Linked DNA regions of Sus scrofa: region 2 is linked to region 1. A link is a contact called in public HiChIP or PLAC-seq data. All regions are on one chromosome and are shown on one strand. The core of a region is the stretch at or near the end of the contact, and the rest is flanking DNA. Distances in the headings are between cores, read along the strand shown. Region 1 holds the start of RPL23 (ribosomal protein L23). Region 2 holds the start of MLLT6 (protein AF-17).

Evidence for each region. HiChIP or PLAC-seq counts read pairs in DNA pulled down with a chosen protein or histone mark.
Region 2: a contact with region 1 is called in an H3K27ac HiChIP or PLAC-seq map of alveolar macrophages. The contact joins the promoter of MLLT6 here to the promoter of RPL23 in region 1. A contact is called at or near these places in 2 of 5 promoter capture datasets (fetal liver and fetal skeletal muscle) and 2 of 2 datasets of contacts at active chromatin or transcription factors (alveolar macrophages and skeletal muscle).

The regions. Positions count from the first base shown.
Region 1 is chr12:23,277,229-23,282,446 of Sscrofa11.1, forward strand. RPL23 (ribosomal protein L23) reads left to right here and starts at 2,737. Exons shown (of 5, transcript NM_001129955.1): 1 at 2,737-2,775; 2 at 3,352-3,435; 3 at 3,734-3,862. The coding sequence starts at 2,763.
Region 2 is chr12:23,401,786-23,406,878 of Sscrofa11.1, forward strand. MLLT6 (protein AF-17) reads right to left here and starts at 3,068. Exons shown (of 21, transcript XM_021067068.1): 1 at 2,819-3,068; 2 at 1,502-1,581; 3 at 964-1,018; 4 at 607-716. The coding sequence starts at 2,927.

The DNA.
Region 1 (5,218 bases), core at 1,487-3,986:
TTTGTCTTTTTAGGGCCACTCCTGCAGCATATGGAAGTTCCCAGGCTAGGGGTTGAATGGGAGCTGTAGCTGCTGGCCTATGGCATATGCCATGGTCATAGCAATGCAGGATCCGAGCCATGTCTGTGACTTACACTACAGCTCATGGCAACACTAGATCATTAACCCAAGGAGCAAGGTCAGGGATTCAACCGGCTTCCTATGGAGAGTAGTCAGGTTCATTACCAATGAGCCACAGTAGGAAACCGCCCCCCCCGCCCCGGACCTGTGGTTTACAGAAGTTCCAGCCAGGGATTGAATCCTCACCAAAGGAGCGACATGAACCACAGCACTGGTAACGCTAGATACTTAAGCTGCTGCACCACCAGGGAACTCCCCATGGTCTTTTTTGTTTACACTTACTTTTTTGTGATCTCTTTCACTATCATGGCTTTAAATATATGCTGACAACATCCAAATTTATATCTCCCTTTCTGGAACCCCAGGCTAATATGTCCAACTTGCTATTTTGTTGTCGTTGGCCATGCTGGGGCATGTGAAAGTTCCTAGACCAGGGATAGAACCCTCACCACAGTAATGACCTGAGCCGCTGCAGTGACAACCCTGGATCCTTAACCACTGTGCCAGGAGGGAATTCCCCAACTTGCTATTTATATTTCTAACTCAAAATGTACAAAATTGAACCCCTACTTATACCCCCAAACCTAGTCCTCCCATAGCTTTCTCCAGCTCAGTTGATGGCAATGCCATCTTCCACTTGCTCAGACCCAAAGCCTTGGAAACATTTTTATTTTTATTATTTATTTATTTATTTATTGTCTTTTTAGGGCCGTACCCGAGGCAAACGGAATGGAGATTCCCAGACTAGGGGTCAAGTTGGAGCTGTAGCTGATGGCCTGCGCCACAGCCACAGCACTGCTGAATCCAAACTGCATCTGTGACCTACACCACAGCTCACAGCAATGCCAGATCATTAACCCACTGAGCAAGGCCAGGGAGCAAACCTGTATCCTCTTAGATGCTAGTCAGATTCATTTCCACTAGACGGAAATTCCTCATTTTTTATTCTTCTCGTTCTTTAACACCCCCACACTTTGTTGGCTTTACCTCTGAAACACATCTGGAATCTGATCACATCATATTACTTATACTGCTAGCACGTTAAGTCCAAACCACCACCGTTTTTCTCTCCTGGGTTATTGCAAGAGCCTCCCAATAGACCTCCTTACTTGTATCTTTGTGCTCTCTCTAGTCTCAAGTAGAGTGATCCTTCTGACATATTTTCAGATCATGTCCCTTCAATGCTTATGAGTTAACCGTTTCCCATTTCAGTCTGTACATATCAAAGTCAATAGCGGTGTACAATGACCTAAAGTTCCATTACTTCTGACCTTCTGTCCTACTACTTTTCCCTTCATTTACTCTGTCCAGTCACTCCTAGGTTCCTTGCTGGTCCTCATATCGCTCAGGCACATTTCTGCCTTAGGGCCTTTCATTGGCTGATGACTCTATCTGGATTGCTCTTCTCTAGACAATCATATTGTCCCTCAGCTTAAAACCTTTGCACTAAGGTCACACTTCTTCCATGAAGCCCCCACTGATTTTGAATTGCAGTCTGCCCCTCCTCCCACTCCCAGATCCCCCTTTTCTACTTTTATTTTCATAATACTTAAACCATCTAACATACTATATAGTGCAATTATTACATCTATGATTTAGTATCTAATATCCACTTTCACTGCCACCCTGGCAGAATGTAAGCTTCCTAAGGTCAAGAATATTGATCTGGGAGTTCCCATTTTGGCGCAGTGGTTGGTGAATCGGACTAGGAACCATGAGGTTTCGGGCCTTGCTCAGTGGGTTGAAGATCCGGCATTGCCGTGAGTTGTGGTGTGGGTTGCAGACGCGGCTCAGATCCCGCGTTGCTGTAGCTCTGGCGTAGGCCAGCGGCAACATCTTTGATTGGACCCCTGGCCTGGGAGCCTCCATGTGCCATGGGAGCAGCCCTGGAAAAGGCAAAAAGAAAAAAAAAAAAAAAAAAATATATATATATATATATATAGAGAGAGAGAGAGAGAGAGAGAGAGAGAGATCTGTTTCCTTTGACGTAGTCTAGTGTATGTCCAAGACAGTATCTGGCATAAAATAGTCATTCAATAAATATTTGAATGACTATATCAACAGAGCTCCTTTGAAGAATGGGAAAGACAAACAATGAAAAGAGTAATGAGTAAAACAAGACTCTAAAATATAGATGAATGTGGGACCAAGCACACATATAAGGAATTATCTGTAGCGCTGGAATGGCACTTCTCAGTTATATCACATCCTAATGAAACTATTTCGAGCTCTTTCTCACTCCGCCCCCCCCGCCACATGTTTTTTGGGGGCCCTTATACAGCACGGATGTTTTAATCATTTCTGAACCTCTAGCGTCCATCGAAATCCCTGGTACACACTTAGTGCTCAGAAGAGGTTGTCCGATAAATTAAACCAATGTTTCTGTGTCCCCAACAACTACTTTCCAACTCGTACAGTAGGTACTCAAGCACTCTTTCTCTTCTGTAGCCTTCAAAGATTCCACTGCCCACTTCGAAGCGAGAGACGGCAACGTCCACGATTTATGACGTAATAAGAGAACGCCCCGGGGAAGGGGCGGACACGGCAACTCTGGATCACGTGACCTGAATGGGCGGGGCGTCGGCTTCATATCCCAAGGTCCTTTGTTCTTACTTCCTTTTCGTCCTTGTCGGGCCATCAAGATGTCGAAGCGAGGTGAGGCTTTGGCTTGGGGAGATCCTTCGCCATCTGTCGCGAAGTGGCTGCTGGCCTCACCCGGAGCTGCGGCGACGGGCAGCTGGGGCACTCTGCTTTCCTTTGGGGCGGAGAGGGAGTGGATGGGCACCAGGACAGTCCCCGAAATGGCGGAGGGGCCTGGAGGATTGAGTTGGCAGGATCCAGTCGTGATTCTAGTCGTGAATCCCCCGGGAGGTTGCCCTGCGCCTAGCACTGCAGTAATGGTGTTGGAGTCAGGCTAGCTTAAGCCGCAGAGCGGGCGACTTGTGTGCGGTCTCCCGCCTTGGAGGAAGAACTGCGTGGTACAAAAGTTGGATCGGGAATTGTGTCGTCCAGGCCCCCTAATCTCAATGTGAGGTTGTAGGAGGGAGGAATTGGATATTTGCCCTGAGAACTGAGTGGCATTGGAGAGGGGGTAAGTGGAATCCTAGAGAAATCGAATCTATAGTGTACCGTTTCCCAAAACACATGCGAATGAATTCATAGCTTGAGAATGCGAAGGGAACTCCGAACCATGACTGGACAGTGATCTCTCTTCTGTCGCCCTACTAACAGGACGTGGTGGGTCCTCTGGTGCTAAGTTCCGGATTTCCTTGGGTCTTCCGGTTGGAGCAGTGATCAACTGTGCTGATAACACGGGTGAGATCTTAAGCTGCAACCCTGCCAAATTCCCCTTTCTAAAAGCACTCAGAGGGCCTTTTGCTCGTGACCTTCTGAGCCGCCAAGAAAGGGCACAGTAAAAACACCACTTTTGGGTGAAGCGGCAGCAAGTTGTGCTGTTTTGCTTCAATCGGTGGTGTGACAAACTATTTCACCTGGTGGGGGAGTGGAACCGCTTGGGGGTGTGAGTGGAGAGAGAGGCCTTGGAAGTGTCGGAAATGCAGGACTGCCTAATCGGCCCTTCAAAAAGACCATTTTTGTTTACATCCTTTCGTAGGAGCCAAAAACCTCTATATCATTTCTGTGAAGGGGATCAAGGGACGATTGAATAGACTTCCTGCTGCTGGTGTGGGTGACATGGTGATGGCCACAGTCAAGAAAGGGAAACCAGAGCTCAGAAAGAAGGGTGAGTAGACAGACCAAATCTTCCTTATGGTTTCTGGACCGTTGAACCACTTCTCCCTTTATTGGAGAATGAAGCAATAGTTTGGTGTGTGTTTTGTTTTGTTTTGTTTTTTAACCTCTCAGGGCCTCTTAATGCTTGATTTCCTTTGAAAGACATTGTAAGATAAATACCTGCAATTTAAATTCTGTTCCTGCTGTCTTTAGACATCATTCTCTAATCTTAGCTTCCTCCCTTACTGCTTAAATTTGTTTGCTACACTGAAGCCAAAGCCTATCTTTAAATTTTTTTTTTTTTTTTTTTTTTTTTTGCTTTTTAGGGCCACACCCTGGCATATGGAGGTTCCCAGACTAGGAGTCGAATTGGAGCTGCAGCTGCCAACCTATGCCAGAATCAGACAGGATCTGATCTGCGTCTGCGACCTACACCACAACTAACAGCCACCGCAGATTGTTAACCCGTTGGCCAAGGCCAGGGATCAATCTCGCAACCTCATGGTTCCTAGTTGGATTCGTTTCTGCTGTGCCATGATAGGAACTCCTTAAAATGTAAATCCTATCACTCCCGTACTTCAGTTCTCAGTTGGCTTCCATCTTAAGCTGGGGGTTCCACATATTTACCTTGGTATTTCCCCAGCAAGTTCAGCAGAGAGTTACAGACCACCTCACATACCTATGAAAGCAAAAGCTTATCCTTTTAGAATACCCAGGTTCATGGTGTGTTCCTCAGCTCTTACTATTCCTTTGTTCTTTCTACCAGGAATTCGCTAAGTCTCATCTTCAGCTCACAACCTTGTTGACACCTTTCCTTACCCCAATCTCCCCTCTCCACATAACCCTTAAACCAGGTGGTAATTTGTGCATGTGACATTTAGAGCTGTCTCTTCTACTTGAGTTCCATAAGCATTGTCTGTAGATAATAAATTCCTTGGCTGCAAATGAACATGGTGGTATTTGGTAAATACATTTTTGTAGGTGTGTTTTGAGCTCAACCAGGTGAGATCACAGATTTAAAACTTAATGTCTACCTCTGGCAAATTTCTTTTCCTGAAACTACTAATTTGAAAAGAAACAATGATATGTAGTAGAAACTAGAACAGCTGTTCATTGCTTAATCATCAGGCTACCCCCAAAAGTTTTATCACTAGGTATACCAATTGGGCAGGACTTCGGCACCTCTGACCTACTCTCTTTAGACGTTTAGAGCTTCTGATTCTCAATGCACTTGAGCTCAGTTCCTGGAATTTTCTCCTGTGCCTGCTTAGTTTTTCTCTGCCCTGGGGTGTCTTTGCTCTTCCTGAGAAGTCCTGGCCATCTCTTTTTATTTTTTTGTCTTTTAGGGCACATCAGCAGCATATGG
Region 2 (5,093 bases), core at 1,818-4,317, 120 kb after region 1:
CCTTTAAGGCCGGGGATTGTGTCTGCCTGGCTCATCGTGAACTTATTCCCACCTCTGGGCCTTTGCACATGCTGATCCTTCTCCTCCCGGCTGGCTCCTCATCCCCCCCAGGTCTCCACCTTGACCACTTAGTGCAAAGGCAGTCCCCCACGGGGTATTCTTTCTAAACACCCTGTTTGTTTTCTTCACTCAACACAGGTTGCATTGACTTTGCTAGTTTGTGGGTATTGATAGGCTTCCCACACAGGAGTGTGAGGTCCACGGGGCAGGGAGCACATCTGTCTCAAGCGGTACGAACACTGTGTGTCTGGTCCCTCGCCCCGCTTCTGGCACGGAATAGGCACTCAGTAAAATGCGTTCAGGGCATGAATGAATGAACTGCTCCCTACACGCTATCTTCGGCCAGCACTCCTGCAAGGCAGCCTGCTCTTTCGCTGCGTGTCAGAACATAAGCGTACCTCCGTCAGAGGAGGATGCCTACCCACCTCCTCGGTTCCCTGGAAGTGTCAGGTGGACAGAATCAACTGGATGGGGAGAGGGCTGGAGGGACCCCAGAATGGCTGGCGAGGGAGGGGACTGGTATGGGGCATGGCGGGGGCTGCTGACCTTGTTGAAGCGATCATGAGGCACGTACTGCAGCACGATGGGCTCCATGGTGAGCACGTTGGCAAACTGCACCTCAGGGATGTAGAGGGCACACACCACGTGGGCCCAGCCTGGGGTGGTGTGGGGCCAGCCTCAGCTGTGATGGCGAGCCTGAGACCCAGACCCCTCGCAACCCCAAACGGCAGAGAGTCCCCTCCTCCACGGCCTTCCCATCAGACTCCAGTGCCGGGGGAGGGAAGGGAAACTCAGCCCCTGCACTGCGCCCCCACCCGTGGTCCACTCCTGCCTCCCCAGACCCTGCTCAGGGCGCCTTGCTGACCTCAACAGATGAGCCCTGGGGCTCAGGACCCCCCTCACCTCCATTGTCAGTCCTCTTCAATGCCCCGTCTTTGTGTGGGCACAGCTCACACCTCTGCCAATACAAGGGGGCATGGGGATTTGGGGGGGTGGGTTCACCTAAAGGGGGTGGGGGATCTGCTGAGCTGGGCCCTCCCTGAACACACACAGAGGGCCCCAGGATGAAAAGATAAGCCGTCTACTGGGGAACGGGTTGGGGTACAGAGGAAACAGAATTGGCCATAAGTGCTAAGTGTGGAAGAGGGTGAGGAGGGCATGAAGTTCCTAAGAGTATTCCTTTCACTTCTGAGCAGGTTGGAAACTTCCCATAATGAAAGGCTCAAACAAACAAGCAAACAAAATAAAAGGCCGGGTGCCCGAGGTGGGGCAGAGTCAGGGATAAGCTGAGGGAGAGATGGGGCTGGTGATAGGTGTGCAGAAAACAGGAAGCCCTCTGTGACAGTTCCACCCCAGCCTCAGCCTCAGAGTCCCCTAGCTTAACGGGGAGGGAGGGGCTGCCCGGGTGCCCGGGGTGGGGAGAGGGGAGTCTCAAACTCACCACCCGGGCTGCTCGCTCCTGAGATTCACATTTCCGGCAGAACCAGGGTCCTGTTGGCACCTGGACGATGCCATAGCAAGCTGGGGATGAGGGAGGAGAACCACGGAGCACATCTGTCAGCAGCGGTTTTTCCCAGAGTAACTGGGGGAACGGGTGGTTCTAAAGCACTAGAGCCAGTTCCAGCAGGGGTAGGGGCTGCTCCCCTGCCCAGAGGTTCCACACTTGACAGCAAGATCACAAGGAATGCCCAAGAGCCCGCGGCCAGCTTACAGCCACACAAGCAAGTACTCCAAGCAGGAGTGGGAAGTCTGAGTCCTTGACCTTAAACTTCTAGAAGATCCTCCGCCCATGCCCTTTCTGTACCCAGCTTTCTGTTTCCCAGCTCCTTCCAGGACCGATCCTCATCATCAGGAATAGAGAAAATCGGAGGAACCACATTTAAGTCAAACACGTTTTGTTGTTATGGGAGGGGGGGGCACTTCTTAAAGGGCCAGTAATGGAAGAGGCGGGGAAGTCAGGGGTCTAGAGACTTCATCTTCTGTCTCTAACTATAATAGGTACAGGTCAAAAGTCAAGGCCGAGGGCAGGTGCAGTGCAGGTAACCAAGAGGAGAGTGGCGGGAAGAGCCCATAGCTACAGGATTAAGGGCTGTCCCAGGAAGGGGGGGTGGTGGTGGGGGACAGCTGGCTGTGCCAGACAGGCAGGAGATGCCAGCCTGCGCCCTCGGCAAGATTCCTCAAGGAGTTAACTCTCGAACCATGTGCTGCTGGGGGAAACTCCAAACCTCCCTCTTCTCCATTCCCGGCCCCCGGCGCAACCTCTCTCCTATCCTCGGCTCTTCCCCGGAGGATTTTAGGAGTCCCCTCTCCCCTGGGACTCTATCTCCTCCCTTCCCAATTCCGCTCCTCCCAGTATCCGGAAGCGGGAGGGGGGGATGACCCCCCCTTGACCTCTCCCTCTGAGAGCCGGGACCAAAATAACCGGGCGGGAGGGGACACCTCGCAGGTAAACATTCTCCTAGCAGCCCCGCCACTGGCAGTGTGGGGAGTGGAGAGTGCACTCCTTGGCCCCCTAGACTGTCCCCAAACTCCCTCAACTTGGGGTGGGGGGCGCGGGACTGGAACAATAGGCAAGAAAACAATGCCTGACCCGGTCCTCCAGGACCGGGCGGGGGCAGCCCCCCGACGCCTCCCTTCTCTTCAGGTGGGGTGGGGGAGGGGCGCCCGAGCCTCGGGAGGTCTCCGGAGGGCGCGGCCCGGGGCGCCCTGCGCACGCCGCCCCCGGGGTCCCGCCGCCCCCCGCGGGCCACCCCCGTACCTTGGTGGACAGCCACGCTGCACGCGTGCCCATCACAGTAGACCAGCGGGTTCTCGGCCCAGCCCCTCTCGTCCGAACATACGCAGCAGCCTCCTACCATCTCCTTCATACTCCCATGAGCTCCCTCCGGGGCTGGGGCTGGGGGCCGGCCGGCGGGGGTCGGGGGTCAGGGGGGGAGGGAGGGAGCGGGGGGCCGCGCGCCTCCTCGCTCCCTCCTCCTCCGCCGCCGCCGCCGCCGCCGCCGCTTCTTTTCTTCGCCTCCTCCTTCCTCCTCCTCGGCGTCCTCCTCCTCCTCCTCCTCGCTCGCTCTGTCTGGCCGCCCCCCCGCCGTGCTCTCGCCCTCATGCCCCGACGGGCCCCCCCCCCAACAATGAGATCCGCGCGCGGGGCTCGCCCCCTCCGCGCCGCGCGCCCAGCTACCAGGGCCGGCCGACCGCCGCACAGCCCGGGCCCGGCGGGGGAGGCGCCGAGTGGCACATCGCGGGCGCCCGCCCGCCCGCGCCGCCCGCTCACGCGCCGCCCCCCCGGCCCCCCTGCCCGGCCGCGGCAGCCATGGCCGCGCGCCTCCGCTCGCTCGCTCCCGGCCCGCCCGCCGCCCGCCGCCCGCCGCCGGGTAAAGTCTTAGGTTCAGGGAACAAAGCCTGGCTTGGTAGGGAGCTTTTCGTTCGCTCGCTCCGCGCTCATTTTCCCTCTTTCTTTTGCTTTCTGTGGCTCTCGGTTGGCGCTCCTGAGCCCTCCATCTGCTTGCCCTTCGGTCTCAGTCCCGGGTCTCGGGTTCGCCAGCCCCTTCCGCCCAGGTCTTCGTCTCTACCACTGTTCTTCAACCCCAAGGAAACTTGGAGGTGGAGATCAGGGCAAGGGGCGCTCGAAGCAGCGGGAGCGACGTGGGGCGCTCACCCCTCGGTGTTCGGGGGGCTTTTCGGCTGACCGCTCGTGGGCTCCTTCCTCCAAGGCCTGCCTGGAGGGTAGACACTCTTACACGCGGACATTTGTTCATTCAACAAATATTTATTGAGTGCTTACTATGTGTGCAGTCGTTGGGATAGAGCCGTGAACTAATGGGTATTCCTGCCCTCGGGGAGCTTCCGGTCCAGCTCACAGGCGTACGCGCAGGCACAGGGACTCGGACCCCTCAGAGCCACACCGAGGCACCCGCAGACACACAGACTCACTCTAAGCCTCATCCAGCCACACTCCCCTCCCCTCCCAGAGGGGCACAAACCGCATGTCCAGCCTTCAGGCGCGCTTAGAGACCCACGCGAGTTAGAGAGCCGCTACCGCGGAAGTGCTCACAAATAACACATTTACACCTGACCTCGATGCACGCACACAAACACACCACTTAAACTCACACACAACACCCCCAAAGAATTAAAGTCTCTGAAGTTGGGTCTGGGTAAAAAGTGAGGGGGCTTCAGCCCGAAGGTTTCATCCCCAAGATCGTTGTGGGAAAGGGGGACGAAATCTGACCCCACCCCACACTTCCTAAAGCGGGGGGTGGACGCCCGCAGGGACCAAAGGTCACACTCCCGCAGCGTGAGATGGGGCGGCGGAGGGGAGAAGGCAGCCCTGGGGGCTTCAGCGCCACTTCAAAGACGTCGGGGCCGGGAACGCTTCCTGCGGGGGAGGGGCAGACGGAGAGGAGTGGGGAAAACCGGCAGGGGGAACTGAGGGTGGAGGAGGCCGTCCCCCCTTCGGCACAGGCCCCCCTGGCCGACTCTTCCGCCGGGACCGCCTCCTTTTCACCAGCACCTGTTCAACCGGAACATCAAGGGGCTGGGGCCCGCCACTACCCCTCCCTTCGCGTCTATTTAGTACCTTTCATCCGGGAAAGGGGGGGTGAATCCCCGCCCAGGAGGAGGGAGTAGGGCGGGGGAGAACTTGTCCTTGACCTGGTCTGTGGCGTCAGGGATTTACTCCCTTAATCCCCGCAAGGCTGGGGTTTGGGGAGGTAGGGGAAGCTGAGTTCTGGGCTGCAGCTCCCATCTCTCCATGCTCCTGCCGGGACACGGGAATCCGGAGGGCTGCCAGGACGAAGAGTCTCTGTCTAAACGGGCGGGGTTGGGGAGGTCTGTTTCTGCGGCTTCCGTGCCTGGGGGTGGGGGACGAGAACTAGGGGATTGTTAGGGGCCGGCCCGAGGTCCGGGATCCCCGGGAGGGCTGCCACGCGCCGCTATCTTGGTCTGTCTTGTGAACTTCGCTCATACGAAAAGTTAAGACGCAGACGAGAAGTCTTATTTAGGAGTTTCTAACGAATTATCTTTGCTGACAAGAG